2 separate regions of the Bos taurus genome follow, and region 1 is linked to region 2. A link is a contact called in public Hi-C data. All regions are on one chromosome and are shown on one strand. The core of a region is the stretch at or near the end of the contact, and the rest is flanking DNA. Distances in the headings are between cores, read along the strand shown.

The links. Hi-C and Micro-C count contacts between places; a contact is called where the count stands out from the background.
Region 1: a Hi-C map of liver shows a contact between it and region 2, with 2.9 times the contacts expected there. The contact joins two enhancer-like sites. A contact is called at or near these places in 2 of 11 Hi-C or Micro-C datasets (liver and skeletal muscle).

What each region holds. Positions count from the first base shown.
Region 1 is chr2:125,418,219-125,422,181 of ARS-UCD2.0, forward strand. SMPDL3B (sphingomyelin phosphodiesterase acid like 3B) reads right to left here. Exons shown (of 8, transcript NM_001100379.1): 2 at 401-614. Among named protein-coding and RNA genes, the nearest start is that of SMPDL3B, 12 kb to the right of the region's middle. Within about 2 kb of position 2,058, at least 8 of the 102 cell types and tissues checked have an H3K27ac peak or open chromatin away from gene starts, as enhancers often do. A contact at or near this core is called in liver, where this site is marked.
Region 2 is chr2:125,271,885-125,275,881 of ARS-UCD2.0, forward strand. It overlaps a transcript of EYA3 not described here. Among named protein-coding and RNA genes, the nearest start is that of EYA3, 43 kb to the right of the region's middle. Within about 2 kb of position 1,512, at least 15 of the 102 cell types and tissues checked have an H3K27ac peak or open chromatin away from gene starts, as enhancers often do. A contact at or near this core is called in liver, where this site is marked.

The DNA.
Region 1 (3,963 bases), core at 808-3,307, 150 kb after region 2:
TTGGTCCCAATGCTGGCCCACCTTCAGCCCGCCTAACTTTCTCCTCTCCCTGCATTTGGGTCTCTGGGGCTTGCAGTCCCTAAACTCTGGTGGGAGTGGCAGCAGGGTTCATCCCCCGACTTGAAATCCAGGACTTCCCCACATGCTCAAACATGCCATGACCATGTCCCCAGCCTCAGTGAGTGCCAAGTTCTGCTGAGTCTGGGAGACACGAGGTCAAGGGCACAGACCCTGGAATCAGCCAGGCCCAGGCTCCCATGGACAAGCTTTGAGTTTCAGGTTCATCCTCTCTGCAACAGGGCTGGTGTGAGGACTAAGGGAGATGGTTTGGGGCAGGTGCCAGGAGGGCAAGGGGCATTCGCAGTGGCTAGGGAAGGGTAGCTGTGGTGACGGCTCTCACCCAGTCCAGAGGATGAAGTCTGGCTCTGGCTCGATCTCCTTCATGGCATAGATGGAGGAGTTGATAAGGATCCAGGGAGAATCACAGAGGTAGTCGCCCCAGGGGCCTGCGTTGGGCACCGGCTGGGAGCCTGCAGACGGGCATACCTGGAGAGGGTCTTCAGACACCTTGTAGTCAGGGTCCAGGTGCAGGTCAGAGATGTGCCAGAACTTCCCTGCAGGGACAAGGAGACCCCTTTAATATGGGTTCCTCCCTGAGCCTGGCTAGGGAGGGATCAGGAGAACCCTGGGGTAGGAGAGGGGAGTTTACACAGGTGAAAGGAAGTTTTCTCCAAATCCAGGGCTGGGCTTTGCCCAGGGAGGCACTGAGCAGAGCAGAAAATAGGCTTGGTTCTGTCCCTGACCTCTGACCTTTGACAAGACCCTTTCTATTTCCCCACCTCAGTGTTCCCAGCAGCAGCAGGAGGGATTGGACTGTGTGACCTTCAGGAATCCTTCAGGAGTTCTATGTAGAACTTTGTTTTAAAGCAAAGATGAGTTAAGCACCCAGGTTCTGGAACCACATACTAGCTGTGTGACTCTGGGTGAGAAGCTTCACCTCTCTGAGCCAATAACTAGAGCTAAATGTTATGCTCTAGGGAAATATATACAAAAATCTGGGAGAAGGCTTACACACCAAAGGCATCATAAGATCTTGCTAATTAATACCAGCAAAAGGCTGGGGAATATGTGTGGAAATAAAAAGGAAAGAAGGCTGAGCACTGAAGAATTGATGTGCTTGAACGGTGGTGTTGGAGAAGACTCTTGGACTGCAAGGAGATCAAACCAGTCAATCCTAAAGGAAATCAACCCTGAATATTCATTAGAAGGACTAATGACGAAGCTGAAGCTCCAATACTTTGACCACCTGATGCGAAGAGCCGACTCACTGGAAAAGACCCTGATTCTGGGAAAGATTGAAGGCAGGAGAAGGGAATGACAGAGAGTGAGATGGTTGGATGGCATCACCAACTCAATGGACATGAGTTTGAGCAGGCTCCCAGATATAGTGATGGACAGGGAAGCCTGGCATGCTGCATTCCATGGGGTCACAAAGAGTCAGACATGACTGAGCTACTGAACAACAAAAATGTGTGGAAATGGTGTTTATGAGTAGTAGACCAGAAAAGGTGGAATGTCATTTCAGACTGGCTTGAATTTCTCATTGTGGGCCTACTTGTTAGTGACTCTGGACGTGAGGTGAAATGCCAAAAATCTCTAGGTGTAACACAAAGAAGGGAATCTAAAGAAACAGGCTTTGGAGTGGCTTTCTCATCTGCATCCAGCACAGGGCCTGGTACACGTAAGTGGTTTCAATGATGCCTATTGAAGGAGAGGTTGAACAGGTTTGGCCTCTCCCCTAATTCCTGTTTCCAGAATTTCCTCACTTTCCATCATTGCTCTCACTTCCTCCTCCACTTCCTGTGTCACTTAGCGCCAACAGTCAACACCCACCCATCCCAGTAAAATGGGCCTGGGCCTGGGAGTCTGCCTTCTATTGCTTTCAGGGTTGGCTAGCCAGTCCCCGACTCTTTCCACCCTCCCTTCCCCACACCCCCAGTGACTCCAAGACCAAAGGTAAAGTCTGGACTCTGATCTCACTCTTTGATGCTCCTGAGCTTTGGCCCACCTCTCCTGATCTAAACCTGGTCTCTGGAAAGAATCAGAAACTTGTTCATACCAAGGTACACACGACTGATTAAACAAACCGTGGTCCCTCCCACGATCATTATATAATCATCCTCCTCACAGCCCTGAAGGGATTGACCATTATCCCCTTTCCATTTTGGTGATAAAGAAATGAAAGTTCAGAGGTCAACATGCTTGAGATCACATGGTAAATGCTGGGGGTGGGGTGGGTGGGAGTCCTCTGGCTCCCTAATCACTCCCAGGAAAATGTGATTGCTAAGGGGGTAAAATCAATGCCTTTTATTTTAACTCTTTTTGTAGATCGTCTATGCATGCATTTTAAGTTTTTACCCTAACTGAGACTCTTTGTTTATACTGGGGGAATTAAAACTTTTCACACGAATTGTGGTCACTAACATATTTGACTGCAGCCATGAAATTAAAAGACGCTTACTCCTTGGAAGGAAAGTTATGACCAACCTAGATAGCATATTCAAAAGCAGAGACATTACTTTGCCAACAAAGGTCCGTCTAGTCAAAGATATGGTTTTTCCAGTGGTCATGTATGGATGTGAGAGTTGGACTGTGAAGAAAGCTGAGCGCTGAAGAATTGATGCTTTTGAACTGTGGTGTTGGAGAAGACTCTTGAGAGTCCCTTGGACTGCAAGGAGAGCCAACCAGTCCATTCTGAAGGAGATCAGCCCTGGGATTCCTTTGGAAGGAATGATGCTAAAGCTGAAACTCCAGTACTTTGGCCACCTCATGCGAAGAGTTGACTCATTGGAAAAGACTCTGATGCTGGGTGGGATTGGGGGCAGGAGGAGAAGGGGACGACAGAGGATGAGGTGGCTGGATAGCATCACTGACTCGATGGACGTGAGTCTGAGTGAACTCCAGAAGTTGGTGATGGACAGGGAGGCCTGGCGTGCTGCGATTCATGGGATCGCAAAGAGTCGGACATAACTGAGCGACTGAACTGAACTGAACTGAAGTGAACATATTTGAAATTACTCCTACAGGGGCAACATCCTAAGGCAGAGAAAAGAAAGCAACCACCCCATTTCATCAGGAAAGTGGGCAGAGTTGAGGGGCTTTCCTGCCAGCAGCGGTAAGTGGGTCATACCAGCTTCCAGTCAGGCCAGCCGGGTTGGCTATGGAAGCTTGAGGAACTTTTCCCTTCTCTCTGGCATGTGGGCGCCTTGCTTCCTCTGCAGACCATACAGAGGTCATCCCTTTGCCTCAAGCGGGCACTTTCTCAGCAAACCACAAACATGGAGCAGCTCTTCCCCTTTGATGTCAGCCCTCAAAGTTCTCAACAAGCATTTCTTCACCTCAGAAACTCCTTGTCTGAGGCTCGAGTGTCAGCTGTTGGTTTCTCTCTTCCGGCAAGTTCCGGACTAGTCAGTGTAGAACTGGAACTCCTTCCATGCTCCCTTGGGCTTCCTATGACCTCTGAGTGCATATGTGAGTGTGCGTGTGCGTGTGTATGTGTGTAGATGCTTGTCTTTATGCCCACGGCCTCAAAGGCCTGACTCTGGGAGAGGTCAGAAGAGTGGAAAGAATGGCAGAGAGGGCCAGAGGTTCAGACATGGGCAGCCTTAGGCTCCAGTCTCCTCATTGTGGAGGCCGACCATAGACCTCTCCTCTTCTCCTTGGCCCGACCCCCCCCGCCCCCACTCCCTCTCCTCACAAGGCCTCTTTTCTGACTCCTCTGCCGCTTTCCCCAGTCCTCTCGGGTCATTGCACGGCTGCCTTCTCTTCTTCATTGAGGTCTCAGCTGGAGAATCATCTCCTCAGATAAGACTTCTCTGACTGCCTTTGCTCAAGTTCCACTTCTTCCCACCCATCTGGTCTCTAGCTGGGTGACTCCACATGACTCTCCCATTTTATTTTTTC
Region 2 (3,997 bases), core at 262-2,761:
TAACAATTTTATTTGAGGTAAAATTCACATATCACAAAACTTACCATTTTAAAATGACTAATTCTGTGGTTTTTAGTACATTCATGCAAAGGTTGGCAACCACTGTTACTAACTTCAAAACATTTTTATCATCCCCCAAAAAACCCTGTACCCGCTAGCAAATTCCTATTTCCCCCTTCCTCAGCCCCTGGCAAACAGTAATCTTAACAATTGATCTTAAGGTAAAACATTCAATTTTTACTATTAAGTACTATTGTGCTATCTGTGGGGCTTCTGTAGATGACATTCATCAGGCTAAGAAAGAGCCCTTCTATTCCTAGTTTGTTGAGTGTTGGATTTTGTTAAATGTTGGATTTTGTCAAATTTTTTATGCATCTGTTGAGATAATCATATGTTTTGTCCTTTATCCTGTTAATATGGCATATTACGTTGACTGTTATATAAATATGAGCATATTTTTAACACACTCCATGTTGCTATGTTAAATCATCCTATAGGCTTATAAGCTCAGGTGGTTGAACCTAATTTAAAGAAAATTTGATAGATAACAATACAGAGTTACACAATTATATGCTTGGGTACTTAGGTTATCATTTTTTTTTTTTTCGCCATAGTTTTTCTGAAGGAAAATGTTCACTGTGAAAGCATATAAAATATACTGCAAAAACATGTGTTTAGTCTTCTTACAAACTATCTGTTTGGGGCTTCTCTGATAGCTCAGTTGGTAAAGAATCCGTCTGCAATGCAGGAGACCCCAGTTTGACTCCTGGGTCAAGAAGATCCCCTGGAGAAGGGAAAGGCTACCCATTCAGGGATTCTGGCCAGGAGAATTTCATGGACTGTATAGTCCACGGGGTCGCAAAGAGTCAGACACGACTGAGCGACTTTCACTATCACTATATATTGATGTCAGTCTCTCTGCGGCTGAGAAAAGCCACAGCACGCATGATGACAGGTTGTCCTGGGCAAAATGGTCCCCAGCGCAAAGTCTACTGCCTCTATGGGGCTTCTCTAAGTCACCAAGGCATCTGTGGGATATATTGCTGGCCTCTAGGGGGCAGGAGTCTCCTGGCTAGAAAATAGAATGAGGCTTGAATAAAGATAGCAGTTCAAGAGTCCACATTCTCCTTCTGTCTTTTCTTTTTAAAAAGTTCTCTCTTCTGAGACTTCCCTGGCAGTCCAGTGGTTAAGAATCTGCCTTCCAATGCAGGGGGACACAGGTTTGATCCCTGTTTGGGGAAACTAATCCCACAAGCTGTGGGCCGATTAAGCTCGTGCGTCACAAATACTGAGCCTGCACACTGCAACTAAGACCTGACACAGTCAAATAAATAAATAATTTAAAAATTCTCTTCTGGAACTTTCTGTGCTGAGAGAAGTTGTTATAGCAGATCTTGGGGCAGACGGAGAGAGCGGTGCATTCAGCTTGGCCAGTTACTACATTGAGGACATCTATTTTGTCCATTGTTCTTTCCTTTGGGGAACTTCTCTCCCACCCCCACCCTATGTGACACTCACAAGGCTGCCAATCATAGGACTACCTCTCTGACCACAGGAGTGACTCAACTCTGAGTCAACTAAACTTTCTCAGGACTTTGCAACCTTGAGAGGAAACACTTGGGGATGGAAGGTAGTTGGTGCTGAATTATTTGATGTGTTTACCTGGAAAAGTAGTTCTTATATGTGGTCCCTGGATCACCAGCATCAGCATCTGGGAACTTGTCAGAAATACAAATTCCCGGACCCCACCCCACATCTTCTGAATCAGAAATTCTGGGTGGAGGCCCCAGCAATCTGTGTTTTAACAAGTCTTCCAGGTGATTCTGACCTAGAAGAGACTAGATATTTCTGCTAGTGGGATTCCCAGAGTTGACTTGGATCTTGTCCTTTCCTAGAACTCGGCTGTAAGATCTTCCCTGGATGCTTTGATATCCTCGGTGTCCTTCTAATAAATTTCTTTTTGGTTTTGCTGTATTTAAGAGAGCCAGAGTTGCCTTCTGTCCAGGTTGCCTGTTTACAACCTAAAGACTCTGACTGATGGCCGTCTCACCTGATTCAAAGCTTCACAGACCCTTCTTCAACCATGGATCTTTGCATCATATACAAGGTTGCACTGTTCAGCTTCATCTTGGTATTTGTGTTTAGCTGCAGCCCCAATTCTAGCCCAAACAGAGCCCAGCAGGGCTTCTGACCGAGCTCCATCAATGCCCTGCCTGTTATAGTTCAGTTGCCTCCCCCAATAACACAGGCTTTTGTATTTTCCAAGAACTCTTTATAAAAACCTCTTCTCCCATTCCTGCACTTATTTGACCCCTCTCTTCTTTCATCTTAGCTCCTAACTCCCTTTCTAACTATTAATGACAACCATTAGTATCATGCAGTTTGTCTTCTGTATTAGTTGAGGAACAGAATAGCTGTTTTAATAAAGAGATTAAAAATACAGAATACTTTAAATATGTATATCTTGTTTAATAGTTGCTGCTGTTTTATCTCTTTAAGCCTCTGAGTGGATCAGAGTGAATTCAGAGGTGAGTGCTTCTGCCCCAGGTGTCACTGAAGGACACTAGTTCCCTCTCTCTTGTTGATCTGCCTTTTCCTAGGACTTTGTTATTTCTGTTTTCCTTTGTTTGTTTGTTATATATATTTTTCCTAGGACATTGCTGAAACAAGCTCTCTATTGCTACACCTACATTCCCAGCCTGTGGGAAAGGGGGGCAAAGAGGAAGTAGATGGCTAACAATTTCCTTCTAGGACATGATGTAGAAGAAGTGATGCTCATATCCATTCTAGTAAGTACCACTGACTTTCAGTACCACCGAATGTCCGTGTAACTCAGTCAATGAGAGGGTTAGAGAAGTATACTGGGGGACTTCTGGGAAAGCTTTTGCTTTCCTAGTAAAGAGTTAGCCGTGACTGGAGCTTCCCCTTAGCTGTTCTTCCTTCTTTGAAAGTGCATGTGAGGCCTGGAGCTGGGGCAATCATCTATGACTATGGGGTAGCGAGCATGAGGGAAAGGACAAAATTCCTGCAGTGGTACTGAGCCGGAGAGAACCAAGGCCAGAGCTTGCCTTAGCATCTTGTTATGTGAAAACAAGCAATCAAAAATCCCAGAAACACATACCTGCTTGTTTAAGCAATTTAAAATGTTCTTTTCACATCTTTTTTGATCCACTTCCTAGAGTAATGAAAATAAAAACAAAATAAAGAAGTGTGACCCAGTTAAACTTAAAAAGTTTTGCATAGCAAAAGAAACCATAACCAAAATGAAAAGACAATCCACAGAAAAAAATATTTGCAAATGAAGCAACTGAGCAGGGATTAATCTCCAAAATACAGAAACTGCTCTCATAGCTCAATATCAAAAAAACAAGCTGCCCAATCAAAAATGGGTGGAAGATCTAAAAAGACATTTCTCCTAAGGAGACATACAAATGGCCAAAAACCACATGAAAATATGCTCAATTTTTAGAGGAATGCAAATCAAATGGCCTTCCCTGGTGACTCATACAGTAAGGAATCCTCCCGAAATGCAGGAGACCTGGGTTCAATTCCTGGGTTAGGAAGATCCCCTGGAGGAGGAAATGGCAACCCACTCCAGTATTCTTGTCTGGAAAACTCCATGGATGGGGGAGTCTGGCAGGCCCCAGTCCATGGGGGTCACAAAGAATCAGATATGACTGAGTGGCTTCACAAATTAAAACTATAATGAGGTCAGAATGGCCATCATCAAAAAAAAAATCTACAAAAAAAAATAAATACTAGAGAGGGTATGAAGAAAAGGGAATCCTCCCACACTGTTGAATGTAAATTAGTACAACCATTATGGAGAACAGTATGGAGGTTCCTTAAAAAACTTAAAATAGGGATACCATGTAATCCAGCAATCCTACTCCTGGGCATATATCCAGAGAAAACCATAATTCGAAAAGATACATGCAAAACGTGCACTGCAGCACTATTTACAACAGCCGAGACGTGAAGCAACCTAACGTCCATC